2 separate regions of the Mus musculus genome follow, and region 2 is linked to region 1. Evidence: chromatin contacts called from public Hi-C data. All regions are on one chromosome and are shown on one strand. The core of a region is the stretch at or near the end of the contact, and the rest is flanking DNA. Distances in the headings are between cores, read along the strand shown. Region 1 has its middle 33 kb from the start of Adamtsl1. Region 2 overlaps Adamtsl1 (ADAMTS-like 1).

Region 1 (4,468 bases), core at 1,319-3,818:
CACTGATCTTTTATACTGCCTTTGTCAAGGTCCCCTCTTTGTGTTTAACAGTTATTTCAACCCATTTTCCTTTACCTGTTGTAATTGGTATAATGAACTCCTCCCTCCTCTTGGAAAAATCTATATTTAGTTCCAAGAACCACCTACTTTTGATTTTATCACTCCTCAGTGAAATCACTTAGAGGCCCCTTTTGTGATGAAGAGCTGCCTGTGAAGGGTATTGGGGAATTGTCATGGTAGATATACCTGTTACAGCATAAGGAGGGCAAGAGGAATACAGAGAAGGAAGCTGATCCACTGCAAGAATGGAACCAGCTGTAAGAGGAACTGCTAATGCTAAAATAACCTCAAAGTTGTCCTATAGACTGAAGCCAGCATCTGGGCATTGGATCTGGGCAACTGCCAGTCACTAGCTATAGGCAACCATCTAAAAGAACTGTAATTCCAGAAAGGGTATAGGCAATGCTTCCAAGGGGTTCCAACTGAGGGGTACTGTCCATCACAGGAATCTTACACTATGCATTCCCAAGCTAGACTCTACTTATACAAGCATCCTCTGGAAAATCTGCAGCTTAAGTTGCCAAACTCAGTGGCAGCAGTGGCATCTGGTCCACTAGTTTGGAGCAGCTATAGTCCAACCTCTACTTCATCTACCTCTTTGTGTATACCATGTCCAAGTATTTCTATGTCCTGTAAATGTTGTAACATTACTATCTAATGCAACTAGCCCTTCTTTCTACTTCCAATGCCAGTCTTCTCATTTGGCTTCTCTATCACCCATCCCCAGTGTATACCAATGAGACTGCTCTTAGTCACTGCACTAGGATACTGTATTACGCAATTTTACTTACAATTACTTACAATTCTTAACTGCTGTCTCACTGAACATGGCCAGGTCTAAACTCCTTAGGAGATTACAGAAGTTCTTTGCTGACCTACCTTATGCCACTGCTTCCCCTCTCCCTCTCCCCCTCCCCTCCTCCTCTCCCTCTCCCTCTCTCCCTCCCCTTCCCCTCTCCCTCTCCCTCCCCCTCTCCATCTCCCTCTCCCCCTCTCTCCCTCCCCTACCCCTCTCTCCTCTCCCCCTCTATCCCCCTTTCTCTCCCTTTCTCCCTCCATTCCTCCCTCCCTGAATTCTCCTTGGATACTTTCCCTTAGCTAACTGGCTCTGTAGTGTCTAACTTACAGACCATAGTCTTCAGAGTATAGAGGGTGACCCCAACACTAGATCACATTCTATTTAGAAGTCATTTCTTCTCATCAAGAGGCAAAGCCCTTGATCCAGAACAGTGATAAGGCAGGCATTTTCCTAAATACCAGGATTAATCCCAGGAGAACACATGCCCTTTGGGGCTTCCCAGCTTTGGCAAGAAGACAGCTCGACCCTGTTTGCTAGGCTAATCCCAGACTGAATGTTGCCACTAAATCCTAACTGAGCAGGACTTATGTACCAGCTGTTAACACTGATACACACTCGGTGCCAAGACCAGGCACCATTCCCCAGGCACTGATACATGCTTGCCTGCTAATCCCCCTGCCTGCTGGAGTGACAAGGAAAGGAGCCAGGTCACCGTGAGTCAGTGGAGAGCAGGCAAAAGCTCTGCCACTGTGAGTGTGCCTGATGGCGAGTGGTATACCATGCTGTGTTCATTCTAACATCAAAGCAGATAGCATCAAGTTATTTTCATTGGCCTTAAGTTCCAAGAAAGCAGTCATTGGTCATTTCTGGACTTGATCATGAAAGAAACAAAGAGGCAGAAAAACTGAGAAAGAAACAGAAAAGGGACAAAAGAAGAAAGCAGAGAGGTGTCAGAATTGGGTTTTTTTCTTTCTTTCTTTCTTTCTTTTTATTAATTAGTTTATTTTTTACACGCCATATTTTATCCACACACACCCCAGTCCACCCCAACTGTTCCACTTCCCACACCTCCTCCCCACATCCAGTCTCCACGTGGATGTCCCCCACCCCCACCCCACCTAACCTCTAAACTCCCTGGGGCCTCCAGTCTCTTGAGGGTTAGGTGCATCATCTCTGAATGAACACAGATCGGGTAGTCCTCTATTGTCTGTGTGTTGGGAGCCTCATATCCGCTGGTGTATTGTTAGTTTTAAATTTTAACTTTTGATGAAAACAGAGCCTTCCCTGAAGACAATAGCTACATTTTGTCTTCAGACTAACAGCGTTGTTGTTTGATCTCTCAGGGGGAACCCAACACCACCAGGACAGCCACACACAGGCACTGAACTCTGCCTCCTGGTCCCTTGGGTAGTGATGGGTGCATATCCTTTGGGGTCAGCAGGACCTGAAGGCAGGATGTTAGAACCACCTTCCCACTGTGAAACCCCTTCCTGGGGTTTCAAGCTTGTCCCTTCTTCACCTCCCTCTTGTACTGAATTCTTCTTTGGCTCGAGAATGTTACCCTAGAAGGGGAGACAGCCCCATAGGCTTCCTCATGGCCTCCACCATTTGCTGTTGTTGGCTGCAAGTCCCGTGCCAGGAGCCAGAGGCTCAGCGAGTGAGGACCCGTGCTCAGCTTACCCAAACAGCAGGCTGCAGGCAGTCAGCACACGCTGGGCAGCTGCCTTCTGCTCCACTGGTGATGACGCCAGCTCCTGCCTCAGATGTGCAGTCGCTTAGAGTGCCAAAGTCCCATCCCCCTCCTGCATCTATACAGAGTCCCCTGGTGCAGGTCATGAGTGATTGGCAGTTTCTTTCTTTCTTTCTTTCTTTCTTTCTTTCTTTCTTTCTTTCTTTCTTTCTTTCTTTCTTTTTTTTTTACGTTTTCCAGTGGATCCATACTGTTTTACAGCCAAATGTCTTTGAAAGTTCTTTGGCAGTGCATTCCTGAAGCATGCTATTAAACAACATCGTCCTCATAAGCTCATAATTGCAATTCCAGGGTCTTTCTTGTTCTGCATTGTCACATCCCTGGAGCAGTAGAGTCTAAAGAGAAAGCATTCCCCAGGCCTTTATCTTCTCAGGACCAAGGGCCTCTCCTCCCACTGATGTCCAACAAGGCCATCCTCTGCTACATATGCGGCTGGAGTCAATGCTGCTCTCACTGTGGGCTGAGGCCATTCCATTCGTGGCCTCCAGGAACGCGCATATTTAATTTTTTTTGTCTTCTTAATGTCTCCTATTATAGAAAAAAAGTGGGTTCCTTTTGATTTTGTTTTGTTTTGTTTTGTGCAGTCAGAGAGCAATGAAGACTAGATTACATCTTAACATTCACCTTCCTTGTGATTCCTTGCTAAGGATGTTCAGTTAGGGAAACATACGGGACAGAGATGCACAAGTGGAAAGCACCGCCATAATGCAAATAAATTATCACAGAAACAAGGCTTTGTTTCTCTCTTGCCAGTCTTACCACTTTGCACCCCCAACCCCCCCCTCCCCGGGCCTGGCATTTGGAACCTTCTCAATCCATGTTAGTCTGCATGTTTGTCCCTCATCAAAGAACAGATGTGTGAGCATTTACAAGTTACTTTTATATCATGATATAGCATGATGTATGTCTCACCACACATGAGTTATATATTTGTATCTGATACCTATTTAGTCCGTGTTTCAGAAGTCATAATGAGTTATCAATAGTGTCTTCTTGTACATTCTTGAATGCCATATTTTGAATGTCATGTAATCTAAATGCTTTGAAACATGACATAGCAGCACTGCAAATTACTAGGTGTTAACAAAATTATCTGCTCTGTTGCCCATTCTTCCTTCCACTCATCCAACAACATCAGGTCCAGTGGTCATCTTGACATCAGATACAGTTGCCATCTTGACATCAGATCCGGTTGTCATCTTGACATCAGATCCAGTTGTCATCCTGACAGACATCAGATACAGTTGTCATCTTGACAAGCTTACTTCATCAAAAGTAGCTTACTAAATTATTGTGTAAATAAAACCAATATTTTATTCTAGTGAGCACTAGATATTATCACATGTGTGTTTCCTTCATTTAATCTTCATTTTGATTTTTTATTTTGTTTTTTAGTGTGGTCACAGAGCAGTGAAGAATAGATTACATCCTAGTTTCTTAAAATTGAGCTTTGCTAAATGTGTGTTACATTTCAAATTACGTAGTACATCTTAATGAGAGATTTAACACATTTACTTTTTCTAGTGATCACTATTAGAAATGGCAGGATAAAATAATGAAAAGTTTTATTTTTCACATGCAGAAATCACTTGACTTAATATCTTTGATTGAGCTACTAATATTCCAGCATCCAGTTTAATATTCCCTTTATGATCATTCACAGGCTGATATGGTCTACTTCATTAGGAAAAGTAATAATTTATGGTGAGAAATTTAAAAAGAACTTTTTAGAATATTGGTCGGGCATAAAAAGTGTGCTGATTATGGTATACCATAGATGAACCCCAAAACATGATAAATAAAAGATGTAAGACACTAAAGGCCATAATTGATTCTATTTATATTTGATGTCCAGAACA
Region 2 (4,468 bases), core at 1,187-3,686, 150 kb after region 1:
TATCCAGACTTGTCTTTGTTGAGTGAGTGTTTTCTTCCTCAGTTTCTGTTGCTCTCTCAGGTTCTTAGGGAAGTGTGGTGGCTATGTATTTCCTGGTAGTAGATTTTCTGGGTTCCTGATAGGTGGGGTACTGGGGTTTCATGTAAAGTGTGTTTCTAGGTATTGGGAGCTAGCACTTACATGGATGGCAATGGGCTATGGGAAGCTGAGCGGATTCATTGGAGGGGGAAGGCAGGGTATACTAAGTGCCCTAGGGATGTGGGCAGAATGTGAGGAAAGAATATATAGGGGAAGAGAGGAGAGTGAATATCTGAAGTTCACCCACCTGCTTTCCCAGCCTACTTGCTTCCCTATCAAGCTTAGCTGAGGGTTTCCCAGAGAAAAGCTGCTGGAGTTGGGGGCTGGGATAAGAGTATGAGTGGGGAAGAAGGTTGGAGTTGAAGATCTGCATGATCCACTGGAGATGGGAGCAAAGGGAAGAAGGAGGTCACAACAGGAGGTCTGGTACAGAGATGAGGGTGATACTGGGATAAGCGATTGGAGGAGAGGAGGAAGAGGTGAAGATCTGTGGTTAAACTATTTGCTCCTCTGGCCAGAATACACCGTATGTCCCCAGGGAGTGAGTACCTGCTGGACTCAGGGCTGAGACTAAGCAGTCAGTCGGGGAAGGAGAGTTTGCAGGGGAATCTCTATGTGATCCACCAGAGACGGGAGCAGAGAGATTATAGCAGGTGGTCGAGAGTTTGCAGGGGAATATCTATGTGATCCACCAGAGACGGGAGCAGAGAGATTATAGCAGGTGGTCGAGAGTTTGCAGGGGAATATCTATGTGATCCACCAGAGACAGGAGCAGAGAGATTATAGCAGGTGGTCGAGAGTTTGCAGGGGAATATCTATGTGACCCACCAGAGACGGGAGCAGAGAGATTATAGCAGGTGGTCGAGAGTTTGCAGGGGAATATCTATGTGATCCACCAGAGACGGGCGCAGAGAGATTATAGCAGGTGGTCGAGAGTTTGCAGGGGAATATCTATGTGACCCACCAGAGACGGGAGCAGAGAGATTATAGCAGGTGGTCGAGAGTTTGCAGGGGAATCTATGTGATCCACCAGAGATGGGAGCAGAGAGATTATAGCAGGTGGTCGAGAGTTTGCAGGGGAATCTATGTGATCCACCAGAGACGGGAGCAGAGAGATTATAGCAGGTGGTCGAGAGTTTGCAGGGGAATCTATGTGATCCACCAGAGACGGGAGCAGAGAGATTATAGCAGGTGGACTTCTGAGAGCTGGGGATGAGACAGACTGGGGAGTTTGATTTGGAGGAGAGGAGGGAAAGGTGAAGATCTGCAGTTAACCCACCTGCTTCCCTATCCAGAGTGGGCTGTGGGTTCCCAGGGAGTGCCTAGTAGAGTTTATTCCCAATAAAAGAAAAGATATTAGCCTCAGTTTCCTCTCTGCAGTATGAGAATAATTGCCACTGATAAGATGGCTGTGCAGATTAAGTGACCAACTGGGTGTAAAGTGCTTTTACTGGGTTTAGTCAATACCAGCGGTTAGTACTAACAGTCCCCAAGCTCCGTCTTGCCTTTGTCTTTTCCTTCTGTGTGGCTGTGTGGAATGCACAGTTCCGTATGCTTATGCATATCGCAAGGGACACTGGCTCCCTGAGGGGACAAACCTGCCCTGTATGCTGTTCTAGCCATCTTTAACTAACAGTTCCATGTTATCCCGTTATCCCGCTCCAGCTCCAGGGCAGTGAATTGTGTCCTGTGTAAGGCTAATGAACCATCACAAACAGGGCCAGCTCTATTCGCACTTCGGCAAGTCACTGATTTTCATTATCCAAACGCCCACATTTATATATGTTACAAAGCACAAAGCCAGATTGTGTTTTAAGGAACAGCATACATTCATAGATAGAACGTGTGCAGCCATTAAAAATAATTTTGAGGTTATTTTCAAAGAAAATAGAGAAAAATCAGTTTTAGTTTTATAATGAATAGGATTCAAGAGCTGGTACCTTCTATAACAGCTGTGTATATCAAGAGTAAAGTATAACTAGAGAGAAACATTTTTCTATTGAATCCACATACTTAGAGTATTGCCTGATGCTGTTTCAGAAAACAAAGCACTCCAAAAATGAAAAGGAGAGTTCCTTTCAAGCCCTGCCTTTGATAATGTTTTCAAATGAGTGGTACAGTAGAGAAGCGAACGACAAATGAGAAATGAAATCAGGGAGCCTTTATGTCTACTGCTCTTTGGCTGCATTAAAATGAACCATACTCACACCAAAGAAGTTCTTTTCATATTTAATAATTCCTGGGGTGAGCAGTTTGAAAGGAATTAAATGGAATGATTATTTCTCCATCTCTGTCTGTGACCTGAGTCACTAGTATCAAATGTCTTCCAGTTAGTCCAAAGGCGGTGATGTCAGAAGTGATGAGTTGGCCATTTCTCCCCATGTTTTATAACCGAATTCCAAGTGGAAGCATCGTGCTGCATGGTCTGTTTTTCTCCCCTTTGCCTGAGACATTAAAGATAAAGAAAACTGCTAATAGCTGGTTGAACGTAGCTACTGAGCCTGGATTTGCTGGTTCCTGCAAGGCTCTGCTATGCGTTAGCTAATGAGAAGGCAAAGCTGAACTGAAACTTTTTTCAGGGAAGATGCATGTGTAGACTTGTGGGAAAACTCTATAATCTGACTTTTATTTATTCACTTATCAAATTTTTACTTGATTTTTAATGATGTGATAGGTACTGAAAGTATTTAAATGGACAGGAAGTAAAGAGCAGTCCCACTGCCCCAGAATTTGTCCTCTGCAGGGGACAGGGTTTAACTGTCCCTGTTTACCTTGTAAATCAGATCCTCTTTCTAAGTATGGGTTTAACTTTATTTCTCATCTTCTTGAACCATTTGGCGGTCCCCTTTAACTTAGTCTTCAGTCAAAGCATATCCCAATTTCTTTTCAGTTCATGAGCATCATGTTTTGTTATTAACTTAGTATGTTGTTAACTTATTCCTAGTCTGTAAGAATTTGGGGTATCTTAGCTTTTTTTTTTCCACACATGCTACCACTGCTGTGTGGGTCACATGACCTGGTCTCACTAAAGACCCAATTTCTTGGCATTGTGTCTTTCTTGACTATGTGGCTTAAAACCAGAGGAATTTTTTTCTCATATTTCTGGAAACTAGAAGTCTGAAATTAAAATGTTATTGGGCCATATTTTTCCAAGGTTCCGGGTAGAGTATAGTACATAGAGAGGAACCTTCACCTGCTACCTTAGGTCATGCTCAAAGAAAAAGGTAACCAAAAAGTCAAAATAGTGTTTACAATCGTCAGAATTGAGAAGGCAGAAGACAAAACAGGATGCTAGGGCCTTGCTTGTGAATATATATATATATATATATATAAAGTATTGAAGGTGACACAGTGGTATTAAATATTTTGAGTGGAAAGAAGACAGAATAATGTTGTACCTTAGCAAGAGTCTTCCATGTAATTGAGTCAGTGGATGGGAATAAGACAAAAAGAACAAAGAAGAGGTTTCTGAGACCAAATCAGGAGGCTTGGTGATTGGTTAAAGGTAGTATAAGAGAGAAGAGGAGAGATTTGAAGCCAAGTTTTTCTATCTTTCACAAAGTATGATGTTGCCACTCTGCTGAAATAGGAGAAAGGACTAACATTCACATGTGACCATGAGAAGGATGATGAAGTAATGATGTTTGGTGCAAGGTCTGCTACATGGTACTCAGAGAATTAGCATCTATTTATATATGGCAAAAATGGATGAGGTTAGAGAGTTCTATGACTGTGTTAAGTAATAAATCGGGCTCAATGTTTGTTTTCTATGGGAAACAATAGAGTCAAGACAGTACCGAGTGCTTTGAAGTGCACTGAGGCAAGCTCTTGCTTTGAAAGTTAAAGCATGTAGAGACCGTTCCAGAGACTCGGCCATCTCTAAGTGCTCCTTGCTTATTCAAATGTCATTACAGTTTATGGAAAGGATTTCTTGGTGTCATCAGAAAGATTTTTACATCTTATTACTCAGTTTGTGGTATGGAGAGTACCTAAAACTTCGTGGAAAGTGTTTTTTGTTTTTCAATATTAGGAATTTAGTGTGTCTCACATGCTGAACAAGTAAGTGTGCTGCCACTGGGCCATATCTCCAGCCTCTTTAACTCTTTAGTTTCAAATGAGGTCTCACTGAATTGTCCAGGTTGGACTTAAACTCACTCTGCAACACAGACAAGTCCTGAACTTGCTTTTACTGCCCAAGTAATTAGAGATACAAGCTGACACCATCAAGCGCAGCTATTAAAAAATCCGGTCTTATGCATATGCTGGTTGTCTTGGAACTCTCTATGTAGTTCAGGCTGGCCTTGCACTTTGGATCCTCTTGCCTTAGGCACCTAGGTGGTAGGATTATGGGTATGTACCACCACCATCCCCAACATTAAAAAATATGAAA

Evidence for each region. Hi-C and Micro-C count contacts between places; a contact is called where the count stands out from the background.
Region 2: a Hi-C map of muscle stem cells shows a contact between it and region 1, with 1.8 times the contacts expected there. The contact joins two enhancer-like sites. A contact is called at or near these places in 2 of 484 Hi-C or Micro-C datasets (the G1E-ER4 cell line and muscle stem cells) and 1 of 9 other capture datasets (embryonic stem cells).

What each region holds. Positions count from the first base shown.
Region 1 is chr4:86,018,308-86,022,775 of GRCm38.p6, forward strand. It overlaps a transcript of Adamtsl1 not described here. Among named protein-coding and RNA genes, the nearest start is that of Adamtsl1, 33 kb to the right of the region's middle. Within about 2 kb of position 2,569, at least 64 of the 459 cell types and tissues checked have an H3K27ac peak or open chromatin away from gene starts, as enhancers often do. A contact at or near this core is called in muscle stem cells, where this site is marked.
Region 2 is chr4:86,169,240-86,173,707 of GRCm38.p6, forward strand. The region is part of intron 4 of Adamtsl1 (ADAMTS-like 1); the gene reads left to right. Among named protein-coding and RNA genes, the nearest start is that of Adamtsl1, 120 kb to the left of the region's middle. Within about 2 kb of position 2,437, at least 17 of the 459 cell types and tissues checked have an H3K27ac peak or open chromatin away from gene starts, as enhancers often do. A contact at or near this core is called in muscle stem cells, where this site is marked.